Regions from separate parts of the Bombyx mori genome. Here region 1 is linked to region 2. Evidence: chromatin contacts called from public Hi-C data. All regions are on one chromosome and are shown on one strand. Each heading gives the region's core, a stretch centred on a gene start, on an enhancer-like site or on the middle of the called end of the contact. The rest is flanking DNA. Distances are from core to core; before and after follow the strand shown.

The links. Hi-C and Micro-C count contacts between places; a contact is called where the count stands out from the background.
Region 1: a Hi-C map of middle silk gland shows a contact between it and region 2, with 2.4 times the contacts expected there. The contact joins two enhancer-like sites. A contact is called at or near these places in 2 of 7 Hi-C or Micro-C datasets (middle silk gland and whole pupa).

What each region holds. Positions count from the first base shown.
Region 1 is chr24:1,933,595-1,936,294 of ASM3026992v2, forward strand. All of the region lies in intron 1 of LOC101738381 (heterogeneous nuclear ribonucleoprotein L), which reads right to left. Among protein-coding and RNA genes, the nearest start is that of LOC101738381, 6.3 kb to the right of the region's middle. Within about 2 kb of position 1,272, at least 7 of the 8 cell types and tissues checked have open chromatin away from gene starts, as enhancers often do.
Region 2 is chr24:1,869,747-1,872,446 of ASM3026992v2, forward strand. All of the region lies in intron 1 of LOC101738381 (heterogeneous nuclear ribonucleoprotein L), which reads right to left. Among protein-coding and RNA genes, the nearest start is that of LOC101738381, 70 kb to the right of the region's middle. Within about 2 kb of position 1,410, at least 4 of the 8 cell types and tissues checked have open chromatin away from gene starts, as enhancers often do.

The DNA.
Region 1 (2,700 bases), core at 22-2,521, 64 kb after region 2:
CCGAAAGACGTCATAGCATCGATTCGTATCTAAAACAAAATCGTCACCAGATTTACAAAATCCAAAGAAAAATCACTGATTTTGAAATTTAATGTAATCTTTAATTTATGTTTAAAATCTCAACGATTTCATTTCGGAACGCCACAAATCTTTTCGTAATTAGGAAACATTCCCAAGCAATGATTCAAAATTTATTGGCAGAACACAACGAGCGTTCATTCGAAGCGTTTGCCCGCGCTAACGCAGAAAAAGTCCACTTGTCAATTATTTTTGGCGCGAACTCGTTGTAGATGCAATTATTTTTTCTCAACGTGACTAATTGCTCCGCGTATATTATTATGATCACTGTTTTTATATTGCGATTTACAAAATTAAAGGTAATATAACTTTTTTTTTGTTTTTTATCTACACAACGAACTGGCATTTGTTTTGACAGTTACGCACGCAAAACAAAAAATATTGGTCTCTGTAAAAATATGTACAGAAACAAAAGCGAAATTGTACTTATGAATTAGAAGTTTAGCGAAATTATATTTATCATATTTAAAAAAAAAGTACTTTAACACAATATACTAGGCTGCACTAAAAGTATCGGGAATGTAATATTTCCACTGTTCCTATCATATTAAAATCTTTTTAATTGAAATTGCGTAGACAGAGATTTTCATCACCTGAAGAAGCTGTGGACGCCTACAAAACGGCCATTTCGGAGACCCCAACTTCAGAATGGAATGGTTGCTTCAATGATTGGTTCCATCGTATGGAAAAATGTGTCAAATTTCGCGGAGAATACTTCGAAAAGCAATAAATACATTTTTAAATAGTAATGTTGTGTCACTTCGTTAATTCCCGAAATTTTCAGTGCCGCCCTCGTAGTTCGCAATTCGGCTCGCAATTTCATTACAATTTAAGTAAATTAATTCAAGACACGATTGTAACAATTAAATATTATTTACTCTCATGTTATTCAAAAATCTTATTACGTAGCACTTAGTAGTGATCCACGTAGATATTTCGATGAAATCTAATAAATAAATAAAAATTAAATAAAAATCTTTTATTTCGAGACATCATGGTCTAATAGTGTGTTAGCCTTACAAATAACCTAAGAAATAAGTCAGCATTTAAGTAAATCTATCAACTCTAATGTTAATTTAAAAAAAAAGCACAAAAGCGTCAAAATTTGTATGATCGATGTCGGAGTTTAAATACGGAGAGCAAACAGCGTTACTCTCATCGCTACCCATCACATGACACGTTTGACATTTCGGGAATGAATCACGCGTCACTATGCCAAGGGGCGTGCCCTGTCTAGCGGCAAGCACTTCGTGACGCCATTGGCCGATGAGAAATTTTAAGGCGTTTAAGACATTTCAAACTTTAAAGAACAGTCCACGTGGAATAAAGAGAGCGATTATTTCTGTTTTGCTTCTATATCCATTTTTTTTTAATGCTAGATGGGTTGACGAGCCCACAGCCCACCTGGTGTTAAGTGGTTACTGGAGCCCATAGACATTTTACGGCGTAAATGCGCCACCCACCTTGAGATATAAGTTCTAAGGTCTCAAGTATAGTTACAACGACTGCCCCACCCTTCAAACCGAAACGCATAACTGCTTCTAGGCAGGGTGGTGGTACCCACCCGCGCGGACTCACAAGACGTCCTACCACCAGTAATTACGCAAATTACGCATTATACTTGCCAGTGCTTCGAAGAGATACATTTAACGCAGTTCAAGACTTTATTATTTGTAAAATATACACGGCGACTATCATGCTTCATAACAAAGTAATTATCTTCAACTATACAATTTACGAGGTCATCGGACAATGCCTGCTCAGTGCAAAAGCTCGTCTTAAAAAATGTAGCACATACGGAGAAATTGCCTTCGTTTTAAACGTAAAATATAAATAAAACAATGTGTGCGTTTTTATTTTACAGTTTTCAATTAAACCAAACGAAAGCGTTACGAGACACGGACGGAACAATAGAGGAAACTTTAATTTAAGCTGTCTTAAAATTCACACATTTCCCGCAAACTTCATTTTGCGTAATTACTTACACACGGGTGACCTACGCATGTTTTTTTTTATTGCTTATATAAGTGGACGAGCCCACAGCCCACCTGGTGTTGAGTGGTTACTGGAACCCATAGACACCTACAACGTAAATGCGCCACCCACCTTGAGATAAGTTCTAAGGTCTCAGTATAGTGTTACAACGGCTGCCCCACCCTTCAAACCGAAACGCATTACTGCTTCACGGCAGAAATAGGCAAGGTAGTGGTATTTACCCGTGCTTACTCACAGAGGTCCTACCACCACCTCCACTCGGCTCGCACCTGTTTCTGCGGTGAAGCAGTCTGGATTCCAATTTAAAGGGTCTAATTATATACCATAATAATGCTACCAGGTTTGACAAGCCTCACGGTATTGACGACGTGATTTTATCTTCTCCAGTAACTTGTTCAACAAAAAACACATATTTGGATATGTAGCCATCACAGAACACATGATATTTGACAGATGCCTGAATATCACTTACGACATTTTCAAGATAAGTTCGCATATATACAAGTTCCGAATAACAACATTCGGACCGTCGGTATACCGAGCAATATCACCCGCTCGGAGGAAAACTTCCTTTCGTCGTTTAAGCCTCCCAAACGCACCACCACCCGCAATGATGAATGAAAAATC
Region 2 (2,700 bases), core at 160-2,659:
TCTATATGTTAGTCTATAATTTAGTTTAGTTAGTCTATAATGTGTTATTACTAATGTATCTATGACAAGTAACTTCACTTCCGTTCTGCTAATAAAATGGTGCCCGTAGGTACTTTTGTGTATTAATTTGCCAAAAGAAATCCAATACAGCTCGAATTCAAAACACGAACTATACATACCTCAAGTGATTACGTTTCATCGCACGCGTAAATCTCGGTTCCTTTAGGTACGATATATTTTATACCCCGACCCCGCGTATCGGATAGTGTAATACTGTATTCGAGTGTTAATAAACCGTAGTAACGAATATTTACCTCGGCGATACGTAGGGCCGTAAACAAAACGTACGTAAATCAAGTTACCCTTCGCATGTTCCCGATATCTAGAAGCCTGCTGTACTGAACCCGCTTAATACGTCCACATATTTAGTAGTGGACCAGTTTAATATGTGATAAGGAAGATTTCTGAAATCGGTATCTACTTCAATTGTATGTGTTTCAAAGGTATTTTAAGTATCTTTTATATGTGTAAATTGCTTTTTCTTATTTATGTGTAAAGAAGCATTTTTTTTTAATAATTATTATTATATTATAATACACTGTGTGTTAACGGTATGAATATTTACGGATATATATATATGTAATAAGCAACTAACACTAATAAGCAACTAAGCAACAAGGACGCGACAAATATAGCAGCAATCAATAACAAAAAACAATTTTATTATTTGTTACATTTGCTTATTCTTAATGGTATCTTTGCGAGAGCTTTCATACATTAAAAGGAAACCGCTCAAAAAAAAATCATACTTATGTATTTTCACAAGTTCCGTACAACATTCAAACCTATTAATTATCCGCCTATCTAGTCTATCTTGGCTCGAAGGAAACGGATCCCTTTATCTTTCCCCGCAAGTCAAGGATAATGAATTGTGATTGAATATACTCGTGTGTGAGCAGTGTTGTTTTAAAATTGATTTACTGGTGGTGGGATCTCTCTGTGAGTCCGCACGGGTAGGTAACACAACCCCGCCTATTTCTGCCGTGAAGCAATAATGCGTTTCGGTTTGAAAGTTGAGGCAGCCGTTGTAACTATACTGAGATCCTAGAACTCGTATCTCAAGGTGGGTGGCGGCATTTACGTTGTAGATGTCTATGCGCTCCGGTAACCACTTAACATCAGCAATAAAAAAATAATAAGACCACCAAAGAACTAGAAGACTACCAAAGAAAACACAAGAAATAGATTACTCGCAAATACATAAATCTGAGAGCAACGACGAAAAAAAAACCCACAAGTTCATTGAACTAAAGTCAAATAAACAAACATATTTATCAAGCGCACAAAACGAAACAAATAAAGTGCATTTTACTAAACCGCATACGAATCAATGCAAAAAAAGAAAAGATAACATGGCGACGGATTAGCGTTGTCGACCATCGGGCGATGTCGATCGACTTCAGTAACATATGACTGTAGAGTGTATTTTCCTATACTTCTGTTGCGAATTTTTGGACGCTGTAAATTTTTTATACCTGTTTCTTTTTATTGCCACTGTAAGCGGACCGAGCATACGGTACCACCTGATGGTAAGCAGTCACCGTCGCTCATGGACGTCAGCAATACCAGGGGTATGGCCAAGCCGCTACCTACTATTTTTTCTTTATTCTAAGACGGATTGCTCGATTTACATTAATAGGACAGATTAGAATTTTTTCTAATTATTGAACAGCACGAAAAGAAGAATTGTCCACTAATTTACGCTTTTAAAATAAAAAAAGATTTTTGCTACTCATCAGAGCTTACACTGATCGTTGGTACTTTATGCAAGGCCTCCATGGATGCTGACGACACTAATGTGTTGATGAGAGTTATGTTATGTTATCAGTTGTGTTATCAGTTGATTGCTTTTGATTGTAAAATATTTATTCCATTGTGTTCATTAATAAATTAAGGAATAGTATTAAAGAAACTTGTACGGGGAAACGCGCTAATTATATTGCATACGGATGCATTTTACATCGAAATCAGCAAGGCATCGCGTACTCGCGTATCATCATCGTCCATTTGTGATACAAATGATATTATATGATATTATCATTTGTGATACAAATGATATTATAAACATCAAACAATTACGTGGTCATCATTAATCACAACAGATCGGTTGGACAAACCGTACAAAATCAATTTTGAATAAACCTTTTTTTTTCCTACCTAAGCTGAGAGCCTGGAGAGGCTCTTTCAGCGTAACCTTAACTAGTAGGTGAGCTCGCGAGGCTCAAACCTGATGACGTTGCTAACACGAACCCTAGCAAGAGTCGTGCTTCGCAGAATCTAACACCGGATCGGAAACGCGACCCACTGAGAAGATCCGGCGAGAAACTCAGTGGACTGTGTTTGAGGGTTAATTTACTCGTCGAACGATGACCGGTGCTTGAAGTACCTAAAAGCACCGTTAGTGGATCGGGATGATGAATAAACCACAGCACAGTATCAGAACCGTATCGACCAAGTGAACGATACACATAACCTCGTTCATTAACATTACGTTTGTATTTACGACAACGCGATCCTCCACAATAAAAACACGTGAACAAATAAAGCTTTCGAAAGAATACACGTTATTTCTTTTTTTTTTATCGCTTAGATGGATGGACGAGCTCACAGCCCACCTTGTGTTAAGTGGTTACTGGAGCC